Linked DNA regions of Oryctolagus cuniculus: region 1 is linked to region 2. The links are chromatin contacts, called in public Hi-C maps. All regions are on one chromosome and are shown on one strand. Each heading gives the region's core, a stretch centred on a gene start, on an enhancer-like site or on the middle of the called end of the contact. The rest is flanking DNA. Distances are from core to core; before and after follow the strand shown.

Region 1 (5,000 bases), core at 1,401-3,900, 300 kb after region 2:
CCTAACAGAGAAAATCTCTTAGTGCAAAATCTAAGAAAAAAAAATCTCTTGTCAATCTCAGCACTTAATATATATCTTAATACGTCTTGCATTTTATTTATTATTTCTTTATTTTTAATTATTTTATTTATTTGAGAGCAGAGAGAGAGACAGATCTCCCATCTGCTGGTTCACTCTCCAAATGAATAAGCAGGGGTGGGCCAGGTTGAAACCAGAAGCTGGGACTCCACTAGTCTCTCATGTGAGTGAAAGAGACCCAACTACTTGAACCATCACATGCTATACCCCAAGATGTATATTAGCAGGAAGTTGGAATCAGGAGCAAAGCCAAGACTCAAACCCAGGTACACTGATGTGGGAGGAACTTCTCAAGCAGCTTCCTAACCTCTGAGCCAAATGTCCACCCTCTGATGTACTTTAAATAGGAAACAGGAAGCAATCATCTTAGAAACTGCCTATTTATCAGTAGCATCTAGTTAAGATTTACAATCTGGCACTATGATTCTTATCTTCAACTTTGTAAAGCAAAAATCTAAAAAGATTTTTAAATCATGCAGATAAATTATTTTATTTCACAAAATATCTACAAATAACAAAATATCCCATTCAACCTGATATTGAAAATCACATTCAAAGCTGTTGACTTTATACTTTACATATAAATATATCTAAGAATGTTGGAATAAGGATAAATAACCTTGGAGATTTTGGAGATACAAATGGAAAAGAACAAGTTGGTTTTAAGAACTATTTGGCACCACTCAAAAATATTAAGAAGCCACATAAAAATTGAGAAGCTAATGTTAATAGTATCATTTTTAATTTGAAAATTACATTTGGATAGTTGATAAATTTGATACCACTGAATTTGCTCTCTCAGAGTACTTTTGGCATGTAATTCAATCTATCCTTGTATAATACTGCCTTCTTCCTCTAGAGTCTTACTCTTCCAGAATAAATTCATAAATTTTTACTATCTACTCAAGATTAATATACAAAATTCATATTCTAATAATTCAATGTGTATATTAAAATCCAAATTATTTTCATACTAACTACACACTGAGCTATCTGAAAGATTCAATCTACAGAATACACACACTCATATACACAAATTAACTATACATTTTGGTGGAACTTCTATAACTAAAATTATTTGATGACATGTAAGATATTATCTATGTTTTCATATTTTTACATATTTTCCTTTTTGTAAAGATTTATTTTTTTAATTTTTATTTATTTATTTAACAGGTAGAGTTATAGACAGTGAGAGAGAGAGACAGAGAGAAAGGTCTTCCTTCTGTTGGTTCACTCCCCAAATGGCCGCAACGGCTGGAACTGCGCTGATCCGAAGCCAGGAGCCAGGTGCCTCCTCCTGGTCTCCCATGCGGGTGCAGGGGCCCAAGCACTTGGGCCATCCTCCACTGCCTTTCCAGGCCACAGCAGAGAGCTGGACTGGAAGAGGAACAGCCGGGACTAGAACTGGCGCCCATTTGGGATGCTGGCTCCACAGTCAGAGGATTAACCAAGTGAGCCACGGCACCGGCCCTATTTATTTATTTGAAAGTCAGAGTTAGAGAGAGAGAGAGAGAGAGGGAGGAATTGACACAGAGAGGAAAGAGATCTTCCATCTGCTGGTTCACTACCCAAATGGCCACAATGGCCAGGACTGGGCCAGGTCAAAGCCAGGAGCCAGAAGCTTTATCTGGGCTTCCTACGTGAGTGCAGGGGTCCAAGCATTTCGGGCATCCTTCGCTGCTTTCCCAGGCACATTAGCAGGGAACTGGATCAGAAATGGGGCAACCAAGATATGAACTGGCATCCATATGGGATACTGGCACTGCAGACAGCGTTTAACCTGCTGTACCAGAGCATTGACCCCTACATATTTTCAAATATGAAGCCATCATTTTATAAGTTACTTTTCTCTATGTGTTTTTAGGCTGCTTCATGAGCATACAACCAGTCTCTAAAGGAAATCTCCATTAACTTTCTATGGAATAACTTTTCTTTTAACTTTTATTTAACAAATATAAATTTCCAAAGTACAGTTTATGGATTACAGTGGCTTTTTCCCCCCATAACTTCCCTCCCACCCACAACCCTCCCATCTCCCACTCTCTCTCCCATTTATGGAGTAACTTTTAACTACTCTAAAATATTTTCCTTCGGAGGAAAAAGTATCTTTAGGAAAGATACTGAGGCACAGAGTGAGGGATAAAAGTGACTGATCATGAGCAGTATGGAAGAAAATAAGCCCCTGCCCTTTACTCTTGAAAGATAGAAATGCTCACCAGGTCTAAATGAGGTTCAACTTTGAAATTGACTGATCAATTGGGATTACTCAGATAGAAGACTTTAAAGGTCAAACACTGAGTGTAAGCTTTTCATATTTAGAAGAAATTTGTATATCAATAAGGTAATATGAATTTAAAGTCTGTCAAGATTATATTGTGCTTGAAAGAACAAATATTTACTATGATGCAGAAACATTGAAAGGAAAGAATGCTGAGGAAACAAACTGTACAGGGCAAAAGAGTTGGGTTGTCTAAATTGATTATTCTTTTATACAGCTGCCTGACTTAGAATGTTCTAACATGAAGGAAATCTGGAACAGAAAACAAATTGCAGAAATGTGGGCCAGTTGGGAGAAAGTTGAGAATGGACAGGAAGTGAATTGGAGGAAACTAACTTGGCAGCAAGCTTGCTGTTGCAGGAGCAGCCAGATAGTTGAATGGACAAAGGCCAGATGGTTGAGCAAAGCCAAAAGTGATACAGGCAAAAGTGAGGACCAAGAAGAAGGAGTGTAATGGGTAAGATACAGCAGCAGGGGTCCATAGAGCAACCTTTTCTGTAGAAGTATCATATGCTAACTGATTGCGCCACTGGAGCTCCAATACATACAGCAACTTTTCTAAAAGAAAATGCACCAGGAGATAATCAAATCACAACCTGAACAGAGAAAAACTAGGATGAAATCAGGACCCAGACCACGTTCATATAAAATTCAAATCAATGCCAATCAACTACTACCCAACATTAATGCCCCTCTCCCTCTTATGCTAAATGTACTGTGCTGTTTATTCTTTTTCCATACACCTGCTAAACTTTCCCCACATTCCAATGTCTATTTGCCTTTCAAGGCACCCCTCCAGTATCACATTCCGAGAGGCAGGTGAGTTGAAATATGCTCTTCCAAAAGATTGTGTTCAAGTCTTAACCGTCTGTTACTTGTGAACACGATCTTCTGGGAATAGGGTCTTTGCAGATTTAATCAAGTTAAAATGAAATCCAACTGGATTAAAGTGGCCCCTAAACCAATGATTCAAGCCCCTGTAAGAAGACAGAGATTTAGACACACACACACACACACACACACACACACACACTGGTTTGAGGGACGCATAAATTGGAATTAAGCTACCACAAACCAAGGAACACCAAGAACTGCCTGCAACCATCAGAAGCAAAGAGAGAGGCATAGAATAGATTGTCCTTCTGAGTCCTCAAGTAGTAACCAGCCATGACGATACCTTGATTTCTTTTTCTTTCTTTCTTTCTTTTTTTACTCCAAGCTCCAGAACAATGAATGGATAAATTTCTATTGTTTTGAGGTAATCAGTTCATGGTACATGTTTCATACAGCCTTTCAAAGCAAATAAAACAATCATAATATTTCCTTTCTCTCTCTAATTTGACAGTATTAGTCATCCCCATAGGGTCTTATGAGTTTTTACATCTTAGAATGAAAGTTTATTGAGGGTCTACTGTGTAGCATTTTGCTAGATATTGAGAGAAAAAGAGAAACCAAGACCAAGAGGCAGATTTCATGAAATCTAGTGGGGAGACAGAAAAACAAGGAAATAGACACAAATTAAAAGCAGAAAGTTTAAAAGCTAGAGTGTAAAGGGAGAATGTAGGATGGCAATGCCTTTTAATTAATTATTTATTTTTGGAAGGTGACACGTAAGCCAAAAGCAAATTTGTCTGTGAGGCAACACTAAGAATTGGATTCTGAGCAAAACAGCATTTAGCTCCTTGAGAGAACTGACCAAAGTCCAGACTAGGAGTGGCAGTGCTATGAGATGATGGTCAAGAAACAGGCAATGGCCAGGACCTGCAGGGTTCTGCTACTCTTTTTTAATCACTCTGGTTGCTACAAAATAGATGAGGTTGCGTTGTCAAGAGAAGTGTTAGGAGCAGATAGGAGATTGTAGCAGTCATCCAGGAGAGATAAGTGTGTCTTTGACGAAGGTGAAGGTAGTGGCAATGGAGAGATGGGGATAGATCGTAGATACACCTTGGAGTAGAATCAGTAGGAGTTGCTGATACACCTTATTTTTAGTTCACTGCTTATGTTTCTACCTTCTCTATTTTAATGCTGGGATCACCAGAATCATCTTTTCATTTTTGACACTTAGCATACAGCTTAGTAATTATCTGATGGAATGCACACATGTGAAACAGACCCCTTACTTTGGATCATGTAGGAGTGGTTTGTGTTTATAAGAGCCAAGAAGCCAGATACACACCCATAAAATTCAGGTTATCCAGTTAATTACAGGTTGACAGTAGTTGTATACTGAACCAACTATGTCCAGGCCCTAAGTGGATGACTCTGTTATAATCACAGAACCACAGAAAATCACCTGAAGTGAGGCCATCTAATTTTGGGTGAAAGGAGAAAGGTCCAGTATTTGTTATTTCTCAAGTAATTTTCGTTTCCCACTGTGATGGTTTGTATCAGAGGGATCTTATTCAGTTTCTCTTTAAATGGCTCCTTGTAGAAGGAGTTTCTCATAGATAGTTAGTTGATCCTGTTTGTACTGCCTGCTTGTTAAAACAGAGTAAGTGTTTCAGGGTCATTGTTAATAGAATCTGCAGCAAGCTCTTAGCTGGAGAGCACAAACCCATGCTAATCGATTGATAGCTCTTAGCTCTAATACAGTGTGTCGATGATCTCTAATGACCAAGAGTGGTGAAAACCATGATGCGAC
Region 2 (4,862 bases), core at 506-3,005:
AAAAAAGCTACTTGAATGTCCTTGGAATGCAAACAAAAGCCCAAGCTACTGATGACCTGGAATGTCCCTCTGTGTGTGAGTGGCACACAGATGCCATCTACAGGGCACAGGGTGGCACCATCCACTCTACTCCCGCAAAAGCCATTGGCAGTATTTAATCTTAGAATGCTTCTAGTTATTTCTCCACTGGGGAAAAAAACAAAAAACAAAAACAAAAAAAAACACAAAAAAACACAGAATGCAGTCCAATTACCAACAGAAAGAGGGTGCGAATGGAGGAATTGTGGGGTGCCTTGGACATCCAGGGAGGCAGGAAATAAGATCAAAAGCTTTGGTGCCACATGGATCTGGGCTCCTGTCCTGTTTCTGCAGCTGATGTGCTCCGTGACCAAGGGCACTGATTTAAATGTTTGTGTCTCAATGACTTCATCAAGAAAGCTGAGATGTTGGATTGTACCTACTTGAAATGGATCTCAGGAGATACTATTACATCTCTGTAATGCATCTTCTACTGGCACAAAGCACTGCTCCATAAATGTTAGGTATGGGCATACATAGAACAAGGCTTTTCTAGTCCTTTTCTACATGGAGGCATAGTTCTTCTGGCACATTTTTCTTATTGGTATTAACATTATGCCATGGAATCATCTTCTATATTTAAATATGCTCAATAAATCATCTTACTTTCTCGTTCTCTTATCTTTGACCCCAAAAGCTTTTTCCACCTGGGTTCAGATTAAAGCTCAGATTTATATTCAATGGATAGGCTTTGCCATAGAGAGACATTCCATATAGTCATGCTTGCTATTCTAAACATGCAAAAGAGGTTTATTTCAAGTGCATGTCTTGTATAAAGTAGATCATCCAACAAAATGCACCTGCCATGCATTTCTGAAACAAATGCAGACATTTACCCATTGTTATTTCTAATGCTTAGCTGTCCTCTTATTTATGTGTAGCGCCTCCTAGAGCTCTCAGCTTTGTGAATTGAAATGATCCTAAGGAGACCAAGAGAACAATTTTGAGTAGAATGAGTCAGTCAACTTTGCACACAGTTAAATGGCTGCCCCCAAATGGCTAACTCATCTTTTCCTGCATAGCTTCTCACAAGGGGAACTTGCAATTGCCAATAGCAATTGGTAGCCATCTTGCTTGGGCATTCTCCTTCCTATGGCATACAGAACAGCAGGTGGGAAGAAGAGTGGGCACACAGCAGATTAGTCCTGGCCAAATAGACTGTCATGCAAATCAAAAGGCAAACTAAAATTTTTTTTCAAACTCCTTTGCTCCGAAATAAACTTATCTTTTAGTTTCATTTCCCACAAACTATTTTTTCCCCACTCAGTCCCATAAACTTTTTGAAGTCCTCTCATATGTGCAGAAAGGGAATCTTTGGCAGGGTTGGGGGAGTTGGGTGATTATCGGAGGTGGCAGGGTCGACAAGGACAGCAAGCCCTGTGAGAGCATGAGTGTGCTTACTGGTTCCTCAATGAGTCTATGGCTCACACAGACCCCAATTTTAAATGCATCCACATTTTGGTGTGGAAAATAGCAAGACATGAGAGCAAACTAGCAATTAGTTCTCCAGGGAACGGAGGCATGGATGAACAGTAGGCGGAGCTGTCTTCCATCCTTTGGGAATCTTGTCCTGGATATGGACCCACCACGACGCTTCCTCTCCCACCCACTTTCCTGCCTTCTTACCAGCACAACCCAGGGTACTTTTCGGTCCTGTGCCTAGGACTTGCAAAGACCTCGGGTGAATAAGAATGCTTTTCCTGTGTAAGAGCACAAGACATTTTAGGAACAGGAAAAGCCTATCCGGTCCAGCATACCTGCCCTTTTTCGGTTTATCTTAATCTCACCTTCCTGCAGTGTTACCTCCCTGCATCTTCCTATTCTGAGAAAAAAACATTTTCTTGTACATTTCTCATGATCTCTGTGGCCACTAGGCCTGAGAAAATCAGGAGTGCATTTTGTGCCATTATCTTTAGAACACATGCTTTCTGAAAACATTTGCAATGCTGGTAGACAGTTTGTCATTTTTCTTTTTCTGGAAGCATAGACCACGAGTTTGAAACAGGAAGCTCAGAAGAAGCGTGGCGTGGGGGATAAGGAGATTGTCTGGCTCGATTCAACACTCAGCTTTAATTATGAGTTAGCTGATTGGCCATGCTCTCTGTGTCAACGTTTCTCTCACAGGGTTCAGAGGTATGTTTATGTGGAATAGGGCTCATTAGGAGGGAAATATGCAGGTGGCCACAGATTAATCACAAACAGCAGAGACCTGTTAAAGAGCTTAGCATTCTCTGCGCCCTTCCTTGCCCCCTGTTTCACATTTCAAATCTGGAATTTACAATAGGGTGAGGTAAGCCACTCACCATCGTAAAGAAGGTGAAATATTTACTCAGCAGATGTTTCATTACTTAAGAAAATCCACATTTCAATTAAAAAGTCCAAAGCATTGGGCCTTCCATGCAGTCCTCAGGAGGAATTCTTGGCAGCACTTCTCTTGAGTGTCTCTGTTTTACGCACTGAATTTTTATTCTTCTAACTGTGCAGGTCAACAAATCACCGAGAAGACACCAAAACTGTCTGCCAGATGTCAGCCACTGATTCATTTGTCTTAAGTTCAGCCAAAAGGGAAGAAAATATGATGGGTGGAGCATGAACAGCAAACACAATCAACATCTGACCAACCAGGTTTCCTGTCACCTTGGGAACAAAATTGATTGGCACTGGTTTCCTGTGTACAAGTTGAAAACCAGTAGCAACAGCAGTAACAAGACTAAACAGCAGATAAGGGACTTGGGAATTTAATCAAGCCATGTCCCCAAAACTTAAGCTTGAAATGCTAAGCAGAAAAGTCCCAAGACACTTTGGGGGCATTTTTTATTCTTTTAAGCTATTTTGTATTTAAAGTAGATAGGTATCTTCTAAATTCTGCTATTCCTGGAAGTCTGAAATAACTTGAAACGAGCTAAGAATTTAAATTAATGTTAGGGGACCCTACATTTTACCCAAGACTCAATGTCTTCTTGTCTTTTAAAAAAATTTTTACTAATGCATTGGAGTGATTTTATTGGTTTCAGCTCTTTTGTTTGAGAGGTAGTCTTTCTATAAGGGTAATCTCAAATGCACATACAGATTAAATATAACAAATATACTTTGTAAACTAAACTTTCATGATGCAGGTTATAGGAGGCAAAAGAGAACAATGCATTGCTAATACCTACTTTCTGTTTGTGTCTAGATTCTTGTTATTTCTTTGTCACTGTAATCAGCATTAAACAGGGTTCTTATTGAAGAAGCACAATTTTAGCCCAGTGCAATTATATTTGCTTTTAGTGTGGATTCTGAAATTTTATTTCTTATTGCTTTGTTCAATTGTTTACAAATACATATTGAGCACTTAAGTATGTGGAGGCTCATTTATAAAGTAACAATTATAACAAATTAAATAGCATGGTTAATAAGGATTCTGTAGAATTCACAATGAGAGACCCCAAAAGACAGATATGTGAAGAAACAGAGATGAATTGTTGACAAATAATGAAGTAAGAGAGCATAAATATTTGCAAAAATATACTTCTTTGATAGTAAATTGGGAGTTGTAATAAATGGCCACTTCAACTGTGAGAGATTTTTTCAAAAAGTATTTCATATCCTCTCATTCTATTCTTCTAATTTCAGAATCACTCTCAAAATTTATTCACCTAACTGGGATGGGGAAGATCGGGCCTGCAGGCTCTATAAGGCCCACAAAATCATTTGGTCTGGCCCTGCCAAGGAAACTGTAGGAGGAACTTGATATTCGATAAATCCATAGCAGGCTAACTTTTAAGTTGACAATTTTGTACGGCTCATGATGTCACAAATATCCAATGGTTCTTGGAAGAAAAAACCTTCCCTATCCCTGATATATAAAAATATATAAACGGCAAAGTATTTCTTACACTGTGTTTCAGAATTCATGTTAGTTACTTCAGCTATTACTAGGAGTATAGCGATTAAGGGTAGATTATGGAGTTAGACTGCCTGGGGTTCAAATTCAGGGTTCTACCCATTAAGACTGTTTGATCTTGAGCAAATTATTTAACTTGTATATATGTCAGTTTTATCATCTGTAAAGTATGGATAAAACATGTACACCTAAAATTGTCAATGTAAATGATAAACAGTTTTTTACTAGTTATTTAGGGAATAATGACACCAAAAAAGTCTGTGTATGTTCAGTATAGATGCAATTTTTTTTTCCCATTTTGAATCTGTGCACGCAGAAACCTTGGGTAGGGAAGGCTGGCTGAGGATTAGTTGAGATATTATATGCAAAACACTTAGAAGAAAATTTATTACATTATCAATGCTATGTAACTCTTAATTGGTTTATTATTTATTTGTTTATCTGAGTGGCAGAGAGAATGAGAGACTGAGAGAGAAAGCGAAAGAGAGAGAGGAGAGAGAGTTCCCATTCGCTGAGTCACTCCCTAGACGCCAGCAGTGGCTGGATAGTGCTTGGCTGGGACTGAAGTTGGGACCTAGGCACTCAATCCAGGTCTCCCACGTGGGTGGCAGGAACTCAATTACTTGAGCTATCACTGCCACCTCCCGGTGTGCATGGCAGGAATTTAGGGTCAGGAGCCAGGGCCACAGATTCTGCCCCATTCACTGCTTTATGTGTAATCTTGTTACTGCTTCTGCCTCCGAGGCACTTTTTGTACTCCTGCTATGCTTGCTGCCCCTTTCTCTGCAGTGCTGCTGTTGTGGTGAGAATTCTCCTGTCACTGTTATTCCTGACTTGCTAATTAGAGCCACCACTGCTGCTGTGACAAACTGTTGGTGTTTGTTCCTGCTGCTATTGC

The links. A called contact is a pair of places that touch in the nucleus more often than the background predicts.
Region 1: a contact with region 2 is called in a Hi-C map of liver, with 8 times the contacts expected there. The contact joins two enhancer-like sites. A contact is called at or near these places in 2 of 6 Hi-C or Micro-C datasets (liver and an unstated tissue).

The regions. Positions count from the first base shown.
Region 1 is chr11:73,553,906-73,558,905 of mOryCun1.1, forward strand. No RefSeq gene overlaps it. Among named protein-coding and RNA genes, the nearest start is that of PTPRR, 86 kb to the left of the region's middle. Within about 2 kb of position 2,651, at least 1 of the 8 cell types and tissues checked has an H3K27ac peak or open chromatin away from gene starts, as enhancers often do.
Region 2 is chr11:73,259,621-73,264,482 of mOryCun1.1, forward strand. The region is part of intron 6 of PTPRR (protein tyrosine phosphatase receptor type R); the gene reads right to left. Among named protein-coding and RNA genes, the nearest start is that of PTPRB, 81 kb to the left of the region's middle. Within about 2 kb of position 1,756, at least 2 of the 8 cell types and tissues checked have an H3K27ac peak or open chromatin away from gene starts, as enhancers often do.